Linked DNA regions of Mus musculus: region 1 is linked to region 2. Evidence: chromatin contacts called from public Hi-C data. All regions are on one chromosome and are shown on one strand. The core of a region is the stretch at or near the end of the contact, and the rest is flanking DNA. Distances in the headings are between cores, read along the strand shown.

Region 1 (6,295 bases), core at 3,445-5,944, 50 kb after region 2:
TTAGTCCTAATCTGTATCTTAACGCACATCAGGAATGACAGAACTCATTTTTCTAGTTCTAGAGGGAGAGGTTAGTTGGGAGGGTCAACTCGATTAAAGCACTATATCTGCCTGCCACAGTAAAACCCACTAACGGGTACAGTTAATACACAAAGGCAGGGAAAACCCTGAGTTTTAGTAGAATCACTTTCTATGTAGTCTGTCTGGCTAAAACCACGGGTAAGTAATGAACAACGCCATCTCTCATTAAAAATACACAGAAATAAAGCCTTGTGATTTTTTTTAAAGATTTATTTATTTATTATTTGTAAGCACACTGTAGCTGTCTTCAGACGCTCCAGAAGAGAGAGTCAGATCTCGTTACGGATGGTTGTGAGCCACCATGTGGTTGCTGGGATTTGAATTCCGGACCTTCCGAAGAGCAGTCGGGTGCTCTTACCCACTGAAGCATCTCACCAGCCCGCCTGTGTGATCTTAAAGTACGTACTTAAACGCATGAAATCTACCTGCTCTAGGCTTTGTCTTGGGTGCCTGAATGGCCACTGAATCATTGAATTATGCATTATAAGACTATATATGATATCTACTTCATTTTAGCACTGTTCTTGAATTTCTCCATCTGGGAGTTTCTTCACAGGCAATGCAACCATAAATGGGAGTGCTCAGACAAGAACATGTGTGTAGATGCTGTCTCTTCATAGAATTTTATCAGTGAAATGACTTAATTTTAAATATATGAAATCCCAGCATTCAAAACTCATCTTAAGAAATCATAAGGGGGAAAAATCTCTAAGATGTTTAGGGAGTCAAGTGTTTAGGTTTACAGAACTGTGGAGCCTTTGTACGTGGTGAAACATCTCTCAAAAAAGTAAAGTAAGCAGTGCTTATAGCAAAACTGTGCTGTGGGAATAGGTTTCTTTTGTTATGTAAACAGTGCTTGATGCATTTGAAAGGAAATTTGAATTTACCAGTTAATAACACTAAATTTGCATTGGTCAAACATGTAAAGTTGGTAAGATTTTCTAAATTCTAATATACCAGGCAACTTAGTTTTACTGGTTATTTCTATTTAGTAAGCTCGAGAAACACCTTATATTCCATAAACTACTTTTAATGCCTGTGTAGAATTCTTTAGCTGCCAAGCTTAGAAGTTTCAATTACCCTGAAAAGGAACTGCACATCAGGTCATTCCATATCCGTGTCGTACCTACCTGCCTCTCGCAGCTGGGAATGGTTTTTGTTGCTTTGGCTCAGACTGCTCTGTGCTGTTTATGTAAGTGGCATAATGAGTAACATCTGGGCTTTTGTATTTGCCATCTTCTCTTAGTTTGATGTCTTCAAGGTTCATCCTTGCTGTAGTACTTTATACCATGTGATGGTCAGGCAACATAGCTAGCTCTATGTGAATATACTACATTTTCTATACACTTTATCAGATGATACTCAGATTATCATTCCCTTTTGGTTATCATGAATAATGCTTCTGTGAATATTTGTGTATAGATGTTTATGCAAAAGGTTTTCTTCATTTTGTATATCTAGAATTTTTTAATGTTTGAAAACATTGATTTTTCTTTGTTAAAAGTAAACATGTTTCTGGATAGAATGTCTCTGCATACGTACTTTCTCATCTACTTTATCTTGGATAGTGTGTTAGTTTCTTTCTCTGTTGATGTGACAAGACACCAGACAGAAGCAACTTAAAGATGACTTTATTCCGACTCACTATGGTGGGGAAGACACGGCAGCGGGAGTTTGAGGCCACTGGCCATACCATATCTGCAGCCAGGAAGCTGAGGGCTGAGCACTGGGCTTCCTATTCCTGTCTAGTTTTTATTCAGTGCAGCAATCCTGGACATGGAACGGTGCCACCACACCTATATTTAGAGTGACCCTCTGCCTCAGTGAATTCACCCTAGAAACTCTCGCTCCCAGACATGTTTATAACATTTCCACTGGGACTCTCCCAGCCATCTTTTGACAACCAGTATTAACTACTCGAAGTAGTAGTGGTTTCTTTTGAACAGTTTGATAAGGTTTAAACATCTGTCTTCTGTCTCTGTCTGTCTGTCTGTCTGTCTGTCTGTCTGTCTGTGTACTCTGGTTTTCTCACAGCAAACATTTATCAAATATCTACTTTGAGTCAGAGTTTGTGCAAGAACTCGAGGTTAGTATGTCTTCTCAACAGCCGAGGGGCAGTTTATAGGGCTCTTTGAGGACAAAAGAAAACAAGTAAAAGTCAAACACAGCCAGCAGACACCAGCAGAATGAGCGAGCTGGCAGCCCTCTAAGGGCAGGGGACCCTCTCTAAGGGTAGGGGACCCCTCTAAGGGCTGCTTTCGTTGGCGGCCAGGGTGCATGTTTCAGAGTCTGGGTGGATTTCTTAAAATTGATACTTAAGCATCTCTCAGGAGTTAGCAGTGTATTCATGGGGAAATGGCATTTCATGACAAAAGCTACTTAGTAATGAGTCTGTGCCTCACATTCTGAGTGGCTTAGTTGTCCAAGTGATCAAGTGATCTTTCTTCCTTACTGTTTCTTCTTATTCTTCCTAGCCTTTCCCTCCTTTTCCTTTTTCTCATTGAGAGATAACATAAAACAAGCTGACTTAAAGTGACTCTTAAATTTCACTACTTGACTTACCTTCAATACTCATTGGTGTCAGCAAGAAGTCAGATTTCTATTCTTTTTTTAACTATCAGGTGAAATGCATGTGAGTTTCTATGGAGGACACACCCTCTAGTCAGCAAAGGTGGTTTTAGGTAGGAGTGCTTGCAGGTGATTGTAGTCACACTGATAGGTCTCTGGGAACCAAACTATTGTAAACTTTGTTCACTGACAGAAATTCAAAATTTTCAGGACTTAAAAATTGATCCACATGTAAGATTTTCATGTTTTTCTGCCTTCTTAAGCCCTCATTTCTTTTAAAAACTGTTTTTAGTGCTGGGTGTCATGTTCTAGACCTGTCTTCCCAGTGTTTATGAGACCGAGGAAGAGGGCTGAGAATTTGAGTTCAGCCCGTCTATAAAGTGAGTTCTGGCTCACAAAGTAAACAGAAAAGGAAATGAAAACAAAAGAACCTCACCCGATTAGTTTCCTTACCCCCCCTCCCCCCCCCTTTGTTTTTGTATAGTGTTGATGAACCTGCTACTTGTTTGGTGTTCTTACCATGAATTGTTCCAGATGAAAATACAGATGTATTTGTGTTCTGGTCACAGTGACTGTGGTGCGCACTGTAGGAGACTGGCATGGATGATAAGCTGATTCCGATTCACTTCTAAACTTATGCATGTAAATTAGTGCTGAGCTGTCCCCATCTCCCTAGTGTCTGTGATGGCTATCCTTGGTTGCCAACTTGACTATATCTGAGTTAACCAAAACCCAGGTAGCTGGGCACACATGTGAGGGATAGATTATTTTTCTTTAATTAAATCATTTGAAGTGGGAAGATCCACTTTTACTTATTTATTTAATTGGTTTTTCAAGAAAGGGTTTCTCTGCTTAGCCTTGGCTGTCTTGGAACTGCCTCTGTAAACCAGGATGACCTTGAACTCAGAGATTCGATGCCTCTGCCCCCTCGTTGCTAGGTTTAAAGGTGTACGCCATCACTTCTAAAGATGTACTTTTAATCCAGATCTTTGGAGGTGGGAAGTTCCACCTTTATTTGGTGCCACACCTTCTGCTGGCAGCCTATGTAAAGGACATGGAGGAAGGAAGCCTGCTATCTCTGCCTGCTTGCTCTTGCAGGCAAATCCTTCCCCCTAACCCTCCACTGGCATTAGAGCCCATGTCTTCAGGATTCTGGCATATACAGAAGACCAGCCTCAGACACTGAACAACTACTGGATTCTTGCCCTTTCCCTTGTTAGACAGCCGTTGTTGGACTAGCTGGACCTCAGACTGTAAGCCACAGTAATAAATCTCTTTCCTACACCTGTATGTAGATTTTCCACTTCTCTAAAGCACCTTGAGTAATACAATGCCAAACTTGAGTTTTATTTTGAAATCCAATTTATTATTGTTATTGTGAATGTTTATTATATGTGTAGGTATGTCAGCTTAAGTGTGTGTTTGGGGGTCAAAGAACAGTCCTATGGGGATGCCTCTCCTCTTCCACCTTTGTGCGGGCACCGGGGGTTGAACTCAGCTTGTTAGGTTTGCACAGCAAGCTCCTCTGTCTTTTGAGGCATCGCACAGGTCTCATAATGCCTACTTTTAATTCATAAGTGGTTAATTTTCTTTTATACATCCTCGGCTTTGTATTGTACACATTATTCATTGTCTTGTTATTAGTTATTATTTGTGGGGTTTTTTTTTTTTTTTTTGGTCTGTTCCGAGTTGTAGTTGCAGATACATAAGTGGGTAGATTCGCATTGACTTAGCTTTCATGATTTATTATATCCATGCAACAATGTAGAGCGGAGAGAAGGGAAATGACCTCTCCTGTATGAAATGAAGCACTGCACTCTCGTTAATGCTTTTCCCGTGCTAGTGTGGAGGTTGCGCACACTGTGGCAGTGGCCTCCACCATGGCCACGCCTTAACTGCCGCGATGGTTCTTTGTGCAAATATTTTTTCAACCTTCTATTTGTCACAAGTAGCTCCATGTTGTCCCGAGGATAATAGATTTATGATCTTTGTGGTATTAGCAGCCAGAGTAGGCTGGTAATTTGTTCCAGCTGTTGACTGGATTTGGTTTTCCTTCCTGAGCACTGGCCTCTCTAAGCGAGAAGACAATGAAAGGCAAGGCAAGTCAGTTCCCTATCGTGTGCTTGCTTGCCTCTGAGAAGGCTGATCTTTAGACAGGCGAGAGCATCGGAAACATTCTAGGTTTCTGATCATCTGAATGTTATTGTCAAGTCATGAGGCAAGATAACCAACATGGACATAAAGTTAAAAGGCAGAGGAGCTGCACGAAGCTGCCCCATTTACAGCCAGTGAAGATTTCCCTACGATAGGTTTTGTTTTCTTGATTTTTAAAAACATACAAAGACCAAGTGAACAGAGTGATTTAAGAAAACAGAACAAAACAAAACAAAACTGCAAAACTGGTGGTTCATGCTTTTCATCCCAGCCCTTGGGAGACAGACCAGTGTATCTCTGTGAGTTAGAGGTCAACTTGTCTCCAGAGTGAGTTGAAGGACAGGCAGAACTACACAGAGAAACCTTGTCCTGAAAAACCATAACCAAACCAAACCAAACCAAACCAACCTGGAAGTAGAAATTACTTAAGATGTTGCCATGGCTAAAAACGGTGCTGAGATTTCACCACTTTTCCCCCTTCCTCTTCCTCCTCCTCCTCTCCCTTTTATTTCTTTCCTCCTTTCTTTCTCCTTCTTCCTCCTTCTTTCTCGCTCCCTTTTTACCCCTCTTCCTTCTTCCTCCTCCTTCTTTCACTTCCTTCCTTCCTTCCTTCCTTCCTTCCTTCCTTCCTTCCTTTTCCTCCTCCTACTTTTTTGTGTGTGTGTGACATGTTCATCCCTTGTCAGTTAGACTGTGGGGAAAGAAAAAAAAATACTGAATACCAGAGTAGGAATTGCATCCAACACTTAATGAAATCCACTGCTTATGTTATTTTGATTGGTGTTGTTTGCTAAGGTGTATCTGCCAGACCTTGTAAGACCCTCGTTTTGAAGATGGAATGCTAGTTTCATCCAGGCATTCTGGTTATCTGACTGTGAAAAAAAAAAAAAAAAAAAAAAAAAAAAGAAAAGAAAAGAAAAAGGATTTGGATGGGAAGAAAGGTTACAGATGTAAAGAGCATCTTGTGTAAAATCAAACATCAGGATAGCATGGGGAGGTCTGGTCACCTGGATTTGGTTGTTTTTAATGTGCCTAATGGGACTTTGGGGTTATTGGATTCTTTTTCACAATAATCAACTAGTCTTGACTGTTGTTACACAGAGATTTTTTTTGTAAAGTATGCTAGTTATATGGTCAGGAGGTGTCGAATAATACAATAAATTAAAAAAAAATAGATGCACTGAGAGCTAAGGAAGTTTGAGACCAGCTTTCTCTAGAGGTATGGTTACATAAGGCCAACGTGGACAATGTAGACATGGAGAACTTAAGTCGATAGTGGTAAAGGGTAATCAGATTGATGTGAGTTCAAATCATTACTCAAGAATTAGCATGATCCTTTGTACCCTACTATAGAAGATGGAGGGTGGGGTGTGGAAGAGAGAGAGTGGGAGGGAGGGAGGGAGGGAGGGAGGGAGGGAGGGAGGGAGCCAGGGAGCATGAGTTTATAAATCACATAAAGATTCAGACAGAGAATCTCATCTTATTAGGAAGA
Region 2 (6,474 bases), core at 1,099-3,598:
TACCCGTATGTATTCATGGAGACCAGAAACATGTACTATCTATCTCATTCATGTACTATCTCATGATACATAAATACATACTCAAAAATCAAGTGAATCTTTAAAAATATAATTTGTTAGGAAAACATTGTTTTAATTAATTACTGCAGTGTATTGTATCATTTCCCTTTTGGGGGGGAGGGGGTTTGAGACAGGGTTTCTCTGTATAGCCCTGGCTGTCCTGGAACTCACTTTGTAGACCAGGCTGGCCTTGAACTCAGAAATCCGCCTGCCTCTGCCTCCCGAGTGCTGGGATTAAAGGCGTGCGCCACCACGCCTGGCTCATTTCCCTTTTTTTATTGCTAACTTTTTGTGGCTTAGTTGAATTAAGCTTGGTGGTTAGGTATGTGCAGAATAAGTACACACACATATGGTTCGGTACCATTTTTATTTTGGTTATAAATTGGGGTTGGGGAGGGCTTGGAATGTATCTGCAAAGATAATTCTAGGGCAGAATATAAAGATGGGGGAAATTACTGGAACATGGAAGGAAAAGAAGATATTCATCCCAGAGCTGAGTCCACTTCTACCAATGAGAGGCAAGACTTCCAGCACAATTAGTGACATTTGCTGTAAAAGTTGAACACACACACACACACACACACACACACACACACACACACACACGTTAAAATAGCTATGAGCCAAGCTTAAGGACAGGCCACAAATGACCTTGGAAGTACCTCATTTCTTTTTCTAGACATTTTCTAGAAATCTCAAACAAGAACTTTTTTTTAAAAGAAGATTTACTTATTATTATAGATAAGTACACTGTTGCTGTCTTCAGACACACCAAAAGAGGGCATCAGATTTTATTACGGGTGATTGTGAGCCACCATACGGTTGCTGGGATTTGAACTCAGGACCTTCGGAAGAAGAGTAGTCAGTGCTCTTATCTGCTGAGCTATTTTGACAGGCCAAGAAATTTGTTTACAGTAAAGATAGCCTATCTTTCAAAATTAGGGTGATCTAGAATTTTACAGTATCAATTGAAACCTGGAGGGCACGCCTGTGGGATTACCCCAGTATCTCATTTAAGTTCTTTGCTCATCCTTTGAAGACAATAGTTTCAAAACTGGCCTGAATGATATATATCGGAAATGGTATATACTGGAAGGAAAACAAAGAGAAAGCCTCAGAGAATGCCCAGCTGTGTTCTGGAGTGTGCCTTCATCGTACCCTAAGTGTCTCTATCTACTCTAAAATACCCTTTAACAGGCCTCAATCCTGCAGCCTACGAGCTAATTCTAAAAATTCTGCATTAAAGCAAAGGTTGAGAATTTTAAAATCTAAATGACTAGGGAACAGACAGGCTGAAGAGCGGCAGCACTGAACAGACAGGCTGAAGGGCGGTAGCCTGACCCCTGCCATGGCTACTGAAATTCTAAATCTAACATTCAGTGCTATATGGAATATTAAGTACTTTCGCCTCTTTCTAGATTGCCTGTATTGAGAGGGTTACACGATCTTGCAGCTTTTTCTATGCACACACACAATTTCAGGCTATTGTTGCTACTATATATTTATTTTTATTTTCCTGATTCGGTTACTCTGAATAGCCTTGGCTGTCCTGGAACTCACTCTGTTGTCCAGGGTGGTCTCAAACTCTAAGATTCATCTGCCTCTGCCTCTCTGCTGGGATTAAAGGCGTGCGCCACCATTGGTCAGCTGTTGTTTCTGTATCTCCAGACAATGGCTGGATTATAGGGTGTCCACAAACTCAATTCTCCTGTCTTGGCTGTGTTGGGATTATGTGTGCACCTCACATACGTGTGGCAAAAACACAATTTTGACTCTTCAAAAATGGTACCTGTGCCCTACAAGGCTTTTGGATACATCAATGGTCTATATTGACCATCAAAGTCCATTTTGTATGAAGGAGAAGAGTATGGAACCTGTCACATTATTTGGGAGGAGAGGGTGTAGTGAGAGTTTTTAACAGGGCAAAACCAGTGAGTGTGAACAGAAAAGATATACAAGAAGAAAAGTCCAAAGTCCTCTTCATCCCTTTCCTTCTAGTAGTGTGGCCTTGAGGGTCAGCTGGATCATCCCAGTGGACACCACAGTAGAGTAGACTAGGGCCTAGGTCTTGGCCTTCTAGGCCAGCCCAGGCCATGGCCAGGCCTTGGATGCCTGGGGTCACAGACTTAACCACAGACTGTGGGGTCCTCAGCATCTGGAAGGCACAGGCCTTGCCCTAAGTGCCAGAGCCCCCTCGCCCACGGTCTTGGGGGTGGGGCGGCCTTGCCTCGGGCCGGTGCCTTTCGCCCTTCGTTGGCCGCCAGAGGCTCCCTCTCTCCCTCTCCTGGGATTTCGCTGCTGGGCTCCCTCTCTTTGCGGCCCTAGAGTTAATCCCATCAGCCGAGGTGAGGCACCTGTTACCCCGGGGCCCTCCTCATCCCCGCGGCCTGATCCCTAAGTCCATCGGGCCTCGCGGGCCTCAGGGCCCGGCGTGGGGGGCCCCGCACGTGGGCCGAGCGGCGTCCCCGATCCCAGGCCGCAGGCGAGGGTGCCCGCTTGCGCGTCGGGTCCCCAGGCCGGGCCGCCATGGCTGGGGTGGAGGTGGGGGGTGGGGGTGGGGGGAGCGCAGCGCGCGTCCCGGGGCCGCCCCGCGCGGGCAAGACGCGCGTGGGGGGCCGAGGCGCGAGTGCAGGCGGCCGCCGCGCGCGCCGCGCCGTGACGAGCGGGCGGAGGGCACACGGTCGGCGCCGAGCCCCGCACGGTCACGGGGGGGCGGGGGGGAAGAGCGCCGAAGGAGTCCGACCTCCCGCCCGGGCCGCTCGGTAAGGGGGCGGCGTGCGGGTGGCGGGGCGGCGGGAGCGCGGGGACGCGGCGGCGTGCACAAAGGCGGACCCGCGGGCGGGTGGGGGTGGACTGCGGTCCGGGAGCGCCAGGGTGAGGAGGGAGGCTTGATCCTCTGCGGGATCTATTGTTTCCCCGGCACACTGGGAGGAAAAGCAGAGGCATTCGTGTGATTGTCACCCTAGCCTTTGCTCTCCCTCCGCTCCAGTGTGGCCGGCGAGCTCGTCTCTCCCCCGGTGCCACAGACCGGGATCCGCCTGGCAGCGGCCCGGAGCCGCCGCCAATGTGTTAGGACTTCAGGTGCTTCTTGGCACCAGGCTAGACTGCGACCTCCTCCTGCCTTAGCGCCTGGCGTCACCTGCTCTCCCGGCCCTGCCCCGGGGGCCGAGGGATGGCGTCCCGAACCGGGCTGGGGAAAATCAATCGGCTGCCTCTCAAGTTGGTGTTATTTATGTTTGTCTTTTGTGAGGGCAGGTTTTTGAATCCCCGGCGGCCCCCTTCGCCCCCGCCGCCCCCGCCCCCTCGTGCTTGAATTGGCGGTGGGAGGGAGCGGGGTGTGCAGCTAGGGGAGAGGGGAGGGTGTTTATGGGTAAAAAGGACATTGTCAACGCTTTCCAAAAAGGAAAGAAAGAAATAAAGGAAAAAACAAAAACAAAAAACAAAAAACAAAAACAAAAACCAACCCAAACCACAGGCACCACACTCCTCTCTTGTTTGCCTGCATGGGCCATGCATGCATGCATGCGTGCCTGCTGGGCCAGGAAGCGAGTTTTGGAGCTGATTTAAGTGAAAGTGTAAGCTCTCTCAGCTGATGGTGCGTGAGCGTGATGTGGTTCCGTGTAACATTAAAACAAAACAAAACAAACCAGAATAATAAGAAAAAAAATGTTTAGAACTGCGTTGAGTGCCTGAAGTGTTGGGCTGCTGGCGTCCTGGTAGAAAACCCAGCTGTGGGCTGGAGGACAGCAAACATGCATGGCGTTCACTTTTTTTTTTTTCTTCCTATCTTGAAGTAAGTTAGGGGCCAGAAGGAGTAGACAAATCAGGACTGTGGAAGGAAGTGTCATGGCATACCTGATTTCTGATTGTCACATTCTCAGGCATCTATTCCCAGGAGACTCCACTCCTTAGTTAATAATAGCCTCTTGGCTAGGAAACTTCCAAACAATGCATAGAAAAACTTACAGTAAAACTTAATTGACCTTCCAGAACTTACTTCTGTCTGTTTTGTCCTGAAACTGATACTTGAGCATGGTGTACATGAGGCTATTAACTCAGAACCATCGAAGAAGCCTCTGTAGCCATATTTTTAGAGTTTGGGAACGTTAGACTCCAAACTTTTCCCTGTTCTGCACGGTTATGGAAAATTCCCAAATCAAGTGGCCATTTTGATTTTTTTTTTTTAAAGAAGTAAATGAGTTGTCGAGTTCTTTCATAATTCATTCACAGAAATACCTCAAACTTGGTCTAAAGCATTATTGTCAAGTGGTGTCAAGTGGTGTGTGCATGTGCGTGTGTGTGTGTGTGCGTGTGTGTGTGTGTGTGTGTGTGTTTTGCAAGCATCTCCAAGTTATGTTTGTTACCAAGGACAAACTAGAATAACTCCGTAGCTTCTTAACTTTAAAGTCCCATTTCGAGGTAATTGACTTGATGTGTGGCGAAAACACTTAGAAAACAAGGTGTTAAGTGTTGACTAGTTCACTGAAGAGAAATTCACATAAACATATGAATTCAGAAACTCATTCTTTTCTATTACAGATGAACCTCTAGTCTTGCTTTGAAAAAAGCTATTTTGTGTAACTCTTGACTGTGAATACATTTCTAATACAGCCTTTGGAATCGTCACGGGACAAGTGTGCCATTTGAGCGGCCCTGTGCCTGGTCAGACACTGGGGATTGAGAAGAGAGGTCTGTTTGGCTTTTTGGTTGTTTTTCCCAGTGACCATTATGAGCATTGGCTTTTCACCCTTGAAGTAAACATGTTGAAGGCGGAATCTTCAGGGGAGCGGACCACTCTCAGAAGTGCCTCTCCTCACAGGAATGCGTACAGAACAGAGTTCCAGGCACTGAAAAGTACTTTTGACAAACCCAAGTCAGATGGGGAACAGAAAACGAAAGAAGGTGAGGGCTCCCAGCAGAGCAGAGGTAGAAAGTATGGCTCCAATGTCAACAGAATTAAAAATCTATTTATGCAGATGGGTATGGAACCCAGCGAGAATGCTGCTATCATTGCCAAAACCAGGGGGAAAGGTAGGCCCTCGTCCCCTCAGAGAAGAATGAAGCCCAAAGAGTTTGTGGAGAAAACGGATGGCTCAGTGGTTAAGTTGGAGTCCTCTGTCTCTGAACGAATCAGTAGATTTGACACAATGCATGATGGCCCTTCGTATGCTAAGTTCACGGAGACTCGAAAGATGTTTGAGAGAAGTGTGCATGAGTCAGGGCAAAACCATCGCTATTCCCCAAAGAAAGAGAAAGGTGGAGGGACTGAACCACAGGATGAGTGGGGTGGCTCCAAGTCCAACAGAGGCAGCAGTGATTCCTTGGACAGCCTGAGCCCCCGGACGGAAGCGGTCTCTCCTACTGTGAGTCAGCTGAGTGCTGTGTTTGAGAACAGTGAGCCTCCAGGTGCTCTCACTTCTGGGAAGGCTGAGAGCGCTGACTACTCGGTGACCGGGCACTACCCCCTCAATTTACCATCTGTTACCGTCACCAATCTGGATACCTTTGGCCGTCTCAAGGATTCTAATTCGAAGCCTCCATCAAACAAACAAGATACTGATACAGAGGATGCTCAGAAGAGCGATGCTGTGCCAGTACCGGAAGTGGCTCAGAAAGGTACCTCTTTAGCTTCATTGCCTAGTGAAGAGAGCCAGCTGAGCACGGAAGCCGAGGACGTCACAACAGCTCAACCAGAGGCTCTGGACAGCACTGATAAAGACAGTCCTGAGGAACCCTCTGCTGAAAACCAGGCAATGCCAAAGTCTCATATCCTTTCCCCACGGAACGAGCCGTTAGAAGATGCTGAAGCTAATGTGGTTGGGAGTGAGAGAGCTCAGCATCAGAAGAAAGACCTGACAGGTGGTGACCTAACCTCCCCTGATGCTTCTGCATCCAGCTGTGGAAGAGAAGTACCTGAAGACTCAAACAGTTTTGAGAGTTCCCACGTATACATGCATAGTGACTATAACGTGTATAGGGTGAGATCCAGGTATAACTCAGACTGGGGAGAGACAGGCACGGAGCAAGATGAGGAGGAAGACAGTGACGAGAACAATTATTACCAGCCTGATATGGAATACTCGGAGATAGTTGGCTTGCCGGAAGAAGAAGAAATCCCAGCAAATAGGAAAATTAAGTTTAGTTGTGCTCCGATTAAGGTAAGTATGCTTTTTCAGCCTGTTCCCTAAGTTCCCTTTCAGCATTGGGGCCTATGCAGGATAGATTTGACAGCTACTGGGTTCTGTAAGAAATCGGAGGTTGTTGGTGTGCACCTGTTTTGGGTGACTTAGGAGTGTGGAGCTGGAGAGGTATCAGTCTGATTTGATAATGTGATGTCTGTGGGTATAACCCCCCGAGAGGAATCATAAAGGTGAAGAAGTTTTTGAGATACATTCCAGTGGGGTGGAACACACA

The links. Hi-C and Micro-C count contacts between places; a contact is called where the count stands out from the background.
Region 1: a Hi-C map of uterus shows a contact between it and region 2, with 2.2 times the contacts expected there. The contact joins the enhancer-like site here to the promoter of Ppp1r9a in region 2. A contact is called at or near these places in 7 of 484 Hi-C or Micro-C datasets (8-cell embryo, Sertoli cells, granulosa cells and 2 more), 3 of 115 datasets of contacts at active chromatin or transcription factors (embryonic stem cells and intestinal villus epithelium) and 4 of 9 other capture datasets (adipose tissue, embryonic stem cells, liver and 1 more).

The regions. Positions count from the first base shown.
Region 1 is chr6:4,948,652-4,954,946 of GRCm38.p6, forward strand. All of the region lies in intron 2 of Ppp1r9a (protein phosphatase 1, regulatory subunit 9A), which reads left to right. Among named protein-coding and RNA genes, the nearest start is that of Gmfg-ps, 49 kb to the left of the region's middle. Within about 2 kb of position 4,695, at least 22 of the 459 cell types and tissues checked have an H3K27ac peak or open chromatin away from gene starts, as enhancers often do. A contact at or near this core is called in palatal mesenchyme and uterus, where this site is marked.
Region 2 is chr6:4,900,627-4,907,100 of GRCm38.p6, forward strand. Ppp1r9a (protein phosphatase 1, regulatory subunit 9A) reads left to right here and starts at 2,349. Exons shown (of 16, transcript NM_001363809.1): 1 at 2,349-2,405; 2 at 4,600-6,218. The coding sequence starts at 4,821. Gmfg-ps (glia maturation factor gamma-like) reads right to left here and starts at 2,588. Exons shown (of 5, transcript XM_030255708.1): 1 at 2,422-2,588. The coding sequence starts at 2,588.